Regions from separate parts of the Zea mays genome. Here region 1 is linked to region 2. A link is a contact called in public Hi-C data. All regions are on one chromosome and are shown on one strand. Each heading gives the region's core, a stretch centred on a gene start, on an enhancer-like site or on the middle of the called end of the contact. The rest is flanking DNA. Distances are from core to core; before and after follow the strand shown. Region 1 holds the start of LOC103648122 (probable histone H2A). Region 2 holds the start of LOC100502534 (PPR-814a).

What was found. A called contact is a pair of places that touch in the nucleus more often than the background predicts.
Region 1: a contact with region 2 is called in a Hi-C map of endosperm, with 5 times the contacts expected there. The contact joins the promoter of LOC103648122 here to the promoter of LOC100502534 in region 2. A contact is called at or near these places in 3 of 25 Hi-C or Micro-C datasets (ear, endosperm and leaf).

What each region holds. Positions count from the first base shown.
Region 1 is chr2:234,089,985-234,093,495 of Zm-B73-REFERENCE-NAM-5.0, forward strand. It overlaps LOC103648122 (probable histone H2A), which reads right to left and starts at 1,300. Exons shown (of 2, transcript XM_023301717.1): 1 at 1,183-1,300; 2 at 329-897. The coding sequence starts at 1,290. The coding sequence ends at 607.
Region 2 is chr2:233,497,306-233,500,888 of Zm-B73-REFERENCE-NAM-5.0, forward strand. It overlaps LOC100502534 (PPR-814a), which reads right to left and starts at 1,827. Exons shown (of 1, transcript NM_001197009.2): 1 at 1-1,827. The coding sequence starts at 1,757.

The DNA.
Region 1 (3,511 bases), core at 50-2,549, 590 kb after region 2:
ATGATATGGAATAGTTTTAGATGATAAAGAATAATATTTAAGATAAATGAGTTTTATGGGATGAAATTGGTTTCACGTGAATGAAACCATGTCAACTCGTTTCCAAGGTTTTAAAAATCGTGTGAAAACTCCATTAAGGGTGATGTGTTTTATCTTCACATATTTTACTAATTTCTATTAACCGTTTAGTTGCAGTATTTAATTAGTATCATACAACACAGTTATCAGAGGACTTTTTAAAAACAGATGCTCTGATGAAGCAATCTTGCTTTTCAAAGAATTGCGTGCAATGAATGTTTAACACATAGATAACGTTCTTCGTCAATGGTAGAGTAAAAAGGGTGAGCTCTTTGACTGTTTATCGATTAAGTTCATGCACAGACCAATTCTCAATGCTGACCGGGATGATCAGCTGGGTTCAGCTGATGGATGAAAAGAACAACCATCCAAGGGAGCATGAAGCGGCGAGTGCCCGCCTCTATTTTTGAGAAATGTGTATGTATCAGCAGATTGACAACGCAACAAGAGCGAAGCCACCCACAAGAGGTTCATGGTACTACTTGGTTCTCAGGTTTTTTTCTCAGACTGCTTGCTCCTTCGTCATTCCTAGGCAGCCTTGTCGATGAGCTCCCTGTGGATGTGGGGGATGACGCCGCCGCCGGCGATAGTGGCCTTGATCAGGGTGTCCAGCTCCTCGTCCCCGCGGACCGCCAGCTGGAGGTGCCGCGGGGTGATGCGCTTCACCTTGAGGTCCCTGCACGCGTTCCCGGCCAGCTCCATGATCTCCGCCGTCAGGTACTTCAGGACGGCCGCCGCGTACACGGCCGCCGTCGCCCCCACCCGCTCGCCGGCCTGTGCGCTATCCTTCAGGTGGCGGTGGATGCGTTCCACAGGGAACTGCATGGAATTAATTCACAATATCAGCACGATTATAATCAGCTTAATTCACATAACAAACAACAGACATGGATTTTATATTTGGAACCAAGATATATAATATAACACTTCTGTAGCATATAATCTGAATGGACAGAAAGCACAGAAAGCACGCACAGAAAGCAGCACGCGCGCGTACGTCACGCCCAAGAACGAAACGAGCCCTCGTCGCGACAGGGGTGGGACGAAGCGGAGCTACGAGCAAAACAAGAACAAGCGAGCGGAGAAAGAGAGGGGGGCGGCGACATGGAGGCCGGCGCGCGCGGAGCGGTTGACCGGCGACTTCTTGTCCTTGTCCATGCCAGCCGCTATCTTCGCGGCGACCAGCGACTTCCCTCCTCCCTTCCCGGCCATGCTCCCGCGAACGCGCCTAGAAAACGACACGAAAACCCCGCAACGCGGCTGCTTCAAGAAAGCCGACAAAGAAAACGACCGGAGCTTTGCGAGAAACCGCGCGGAAGGACAGCGACGCGCAGGTTCCAGTAGGAGCTGGGCTAGGGGCTTACGGGATTCGAGCGCGACGAGCAAGCGATTGCTTGCGCGGGGCGGTTCTTGCCGGCGTTGGGGTTTTCCGTCTCCCGGGCAAGGGTTTATACGAGGAGACAGGAGAGAAACTAGAAAGCACACGGGGGGGGGTTCGATTTTTGTGCATTGGTGGTGTGCGCTTTTACTGGGCTGTGATAATTAGCAGGCCCAATTTGTCTCGCCCCCAAAACTTGTCATGGTGAGATATTGACTGGGCTAAATAAAAAGGCTCGCCAGGTGATCGCGTCTGGATATCATTCAGAACGTGGAGTTAAGCAGACAACAAAACAAACACTTCACAGCATCCCTACAAATGAGCGAGTCCATCATCTTCTCGCTCCTCACTTTTTATTTAGTTTGTGTAATAAATGAATTGATCCATCATCATCGCATTCCTCATAGTTAGTTAGTTAATACTAATATGAGAAATGAGGTCATCCCACCAAATTTGATGAATGGATTCATGATGCACCACCTTATTTTGGATGGAGTGATTCATCAAACCATGTGCAACTCCACAGCAACGGCTAATTGTCAGAACTAGCCGTTGGGAGTGCACAGCCGGCGCACCGGTGGCACATCGGACTATCTGCTGCGTCCGTGCGCAGCACAGTTGTGCAACGATTAGTTTTGGTGGGGTGGGGTATTTATACCCTCCACTAGCCATATTAAGTGTCTTGTCGCCTCTAACAACCTAGAATTTATTGCTAGAGCATTGCAAGTCCACGAAGCTTAGCGAGGTGATTAGCAAAATCATAATCACATGTTAGGACCTCATTAGTACGCATGAGAGCCACCTAGAGCACACATCGCATGCATTAGGCTTCTCTTGGTGAAGTGAAAGTTTATGGCTTATTACTCTTGTTGATCAGTATCACCTAGACGGCTTAGTGGCGATTGGAGTTCGGTGATCACCCCGGAGGATTTGTTGGTGACCCGACTCAATGGTTGTACGCGGTCGTAAGGGATCCACCGCACTGAAGAGGCAAATAATCATCTCATAGTGAGCATTTGGTTCTTGTGAGGACCAAGAGGGAGCAATATCCTTGCGCGGGTGCTTCAACGAGGACTACTGGAGAGCACCGACTCTTCGATACCTCAGAAAAAATTAGAGGAGTCTTCTTGTCCCTACTTTATTTTCCGCATTTACTTTGTATATTTGCTTTGCTAGTTGTCAGGTATCGTAATTAGGGGTATTTAGATTACGCCACTAAAACACACTTAACCCCAGGGGCTACCATTAGACACATTCCCCGAGGTCAAGAGAGTGTAAACCACGATTCGCCCGAGGCTCCGCTCAGCAGTCACTCAAAACTCCGCCTCGCCCGAGCCTGCCCTCGAACGAGGGACATACTCGGAGAAATTCTCGTCCCACCCGAGGTCCCCTCTCCACGAAATTGTCGTTTCCGCCTCGCCCGAACCCATCTCGGCGAGCAAGACAACCCCGAGCCAAGCCTCATCCCAAGGCCGCAGGGGGCATGAGCATTCAATGTGCATACCTACCCCACGCGATATCACAGGCGAACAGCAGCAACAAGACCGTGATCCTGTCCACTTTCACCAGCTACGATGGCGCGTGCCGAGAATAACGGTTACTGCCCCCCCACACACCGTCTGGACCTCGGGAAGAAACTACGCCTCGCCCGAGGCCGGTTTAGCCTCGGAACAAACTTCGCCTCGCCCGATCCTGGCATCGGCTTCCTGCCCTCCGCGAATCCCGCAGAAGGCCATTCCTTCAACTGTGTCATGCACAGTTGCGAGCCCCGGAGCAGGCTCAGCATCGGCCTCAGGAAAACTTCCGCCTCACCCGAGCATGGCTTCAGCCTCGATAATACCAACGAAGGAGCGTCCTACGTCACCAGAAACAGCAGAGCTGACGTATTACCAAGAGCTTTTCGCCATACTCACCACTGCTTCAACCACTATTACTGGGACAGTTTCCCCAACAGACAGGCTTGGGTACATGACCGAGCCCCGGCTCTGGCCTCAGCGCCCTACGTAGTTAAAGATGCAAATACAGGAACCAGACATCCCCTCACGGCATAAGTCA
Region 2 (3,583 bases), core at 577-3,076:
TCAATCCTTCCAATTTTACAATAGCCATTAACAAGTGTACCATACACTACATCGTCTGGTTCAATGCCAGCTGACACCATAGCATCAAATACTCTTAATGCTTTCTCCATCTTGCCAACAAGACAGTACCCATCCATCAGCATACTATACACCACAGCAGTAGGATGCAGACCAACATTTACAGTTAAGTCAAATATATTTTGTGCCTCCATTACCCTTCCCAGTTTGCAAAGGTTGTTAATTATCGAACTGAAGAAAACAATATCAAGACGCATGCCATTATTCATTATTTCCAAAATCAATTCCTTGGCTTTCAGTAAACTACCATGAGTACAAAAACCTTGAATCAGGCAATGGCATGCATATTTATCAGGTGCTACTCCTTGATCAATCATCTGATTAAATTTTTCCATAGCATCATCCATCTTACCGATTCTGCAGAGGGCAGCAATCACTGTCGTATAGGTTACCACATCAGGTTTCACTCCATGGTCTCTCATTTCATTGAAGATGATCATAGCCTTATCTAGCATTCCACAGTTTGCATATGCCTTGATCAGCACATTAAAAGTACAAATGACAGGTGCAATACCGTCACCTAGCATCAAATCGAAGAGATCTGTCATATCAACTAGACATCCTTTAGTAGCGTACCCGTTGAGCATAATGGTGTAGGAGAAAACATTAGGATTTTGGCCCTTCATTGCCATTGTGTCAAAAACATCTCTAGCTTCCTTGATTTTTCCATACTTGCAAAGGGAACCCATCAACATGCTCAAAGTAACAACATCTGGTAAGATGCTGTGTCTTCTCATTTCTTTAAATACCCTAACTGCCTCCTTCCACTGTCCTGTGGAGGAGTATCCATATATCAAGTTATTATATGTCCAGTTATTTGGCAGAACACCTTTATTGACCATTTGTCGAAGGAAAGCCTCTGCCTTGTCCATTGCTCTTGCCTTACACAGGGCATGAACCACAGAGCTATAAGTCACAAAATCAGGTGGAATGCCCCGCTGTACCATTTCTTTGAATAGATCACATGCTTTATTTACGTCACCCTCCTTAAAGAAGCCGTCGATTACTGTACTGTAGGCAACCACGTCGGGCGAGCAGACAGCTCCCCCTTCAGCCATCATCCGTAGCAAATCATCTGCCTGGCCACTCTTTCCTTGGTCGCAGAGGCTCTTCAGAAGTATGCTGTACGAGAAAACATCGGGCACACAGCCCAACTCAGGCGTTCTGTGGAGAAGGATGTCCAAAGCCTCGTCTGTCCGCTTCGCTTCACAAAAGCCCTTGAGAAGGTGGTTAGCGATGATGATATTGACGCGCAAGCCTGTCCTGAGGAGCTGGCCGAAGAAGGCCAGCGCTAGCTCTGGGCGGTGCGCGCGGGTGCAGCAGTCCATGAGGATGGCGTAGGTGTGGGATGTGGGGGACAGCACCCGCGGTCCTTGAGCCCGAGACGCCGCGCGGTTGAAGAGCGCGACGGCGAGGGCAGGGCCACTCCTGCAGGCGGCGGAGGACGGCGCACGCGCGAGCGCCGCGAGGAAGCCGTTCAGATCGCGCTCGAGAACGGGCGTGCCTCGACGCTGCAACTCGTCGAGCAGGTCGTGTGCTTCCTCAGGGCGGAGCGTCCCCTCCCGCACGCGCGCCGTGGCGGCGGCGAGGCGGCGGCAGCGAGGAGGATGCGGCGGCGGCGAGGAGGAGGATGCGGCGGCGGTGGAGACGGCGGAGGAGATGCGGGCACATGACGGCATTGCCGCGCTGGGGGTGGGGGGATTTTTGGGCGTCCGGGTTCCTCCCTCCCTCGTTCCGTGCGTTGTTCGTACGGGGATCATTATCCAATTCCTGTTATAGACCTAACAAGCAGGCAGTCATGTTTTTGTGGTGTCCCCAAATATTCCCGCGAGGAGCAGATGCCTTTTGTTCGGTCCCGCTCGCCATCGTCCGTCCCATAGTTAAATTGTGATCAACGTGATCTTATCGCTCATTAGTCTTCAACCCCAATAACCCGGCTTCTTGTGTTCACCTATACTAGCACACACTAACTAATTAAGGCGGTGTTTGTTTGGATTTTTAATCTACCTAAATTATATAGTCCAATAATTTTTAAAATAACACTTAGGTCTAGTTTGGAAACCAAATTTTTCAAAGAAAATTAGTTCATTTTCCTTTAAAAAATAGAAATCTCATAGGAAAATAGAGTTCCCAAACTAACCCTTAGTTTAAAATATGGAGGAGATGAGAGGAGATGAGAGGAGGGCGCGGGTGGAGCCCACACGCGAGTGAGAGAGAGGGGTAAGCAGGGGGCGGCGGCTAGGGGAGGGAGTAGGGCGCGCGTGGCTTGCTTGTTGAGCCCCTAGTGGGCTTTAGGGTTAGGGTTTAGTTAGTTTTTTTTTAATTTCTTTTTCTAAATTCAAAATATATTTTTAAATAACCCTAAAATTCATAATAACTATACCAAAATTATTTATAAATAAAATATTTATTTTTGGACTAATAATTATTATATTATTTATTTGGATTTTTATTTAAGAAGAAATACTATTAAATATTCAAAAAAAACTTATGAGCAATAAAAAAATCATTCCGAATGTAAATAAATAACAAGCATTTAAAAGAAAATTTATTACCATAAATGTCATTAATAACTAAATGTATTGTTTTTATTTAATGATTTTTATGGTGTTACAAACCTACCCCTCTTAAAAGAATCTCGTCCTCGAGATTAAGGAAGGTTAGCACGAAAGCAAAGGAGATACATGGTTATTTGTAGGTTCTTAGTTCTCATTGAACTCTTCTAACATTAAGGAACTTCCTTACTACTTCGCTCCACAATGTATACTAATCAGGCAACCTTCATCATCGTACTTATAAAATGGTTGGTCTTCTGAATTATTGCTTAGGTCATGCTTGTCAGCTTTCTTTTCTAGTCGGTCTAGACACTTCTTGGGGCATTCGCGAATAACATGTCCTTCATTTTTGCAGTAGTAGCAAGCACCTCTTGCTTTGAGTTCTTTGCGAGTCAACTTTGCTTCACCAACAGGGGGTGAGGGTTGATTGGGTGTCTGTATCTTATATAGCTGAGTCTGACTTAATTCTTCTGTTTGGGTATCCATGTGTTTCTTGGCTTTTGCTTGTGGTTGAGGTGGACTAATCATGTATCCAAACATTTTTCTATTCCTTTTGTTGTTCTTCATTCCATTCATCGAATATCTCTGTGACTCATTTTTCTCGTTCATAGTTGTTAAGGTAGGAATATTGTCGTTGGCATCATTTACTTGATTTCCATTGGGGTTCATCATCTAGTCAGAGGGTAAAAGAGTTTAGTGAGACAGACTGCATAAGAGGCTTGTATGACATTAAGATAAAGTGTGAACACAACATTTTGATTTCCAATATAAGATTAGTTAAGGATGATTTCCGATTCCGCATAGCTTCATCATACTACAAGAGTGTACAAGTGTTATAATCCTTAACAGAGATCTTTTCAACTTTATAGATTTCAGAGCATGATATCCAAATCATCTTTCTGATCCAATAGTATTTCTTTGAGCACAAATTGAGAGAAAGACTTGAGCGG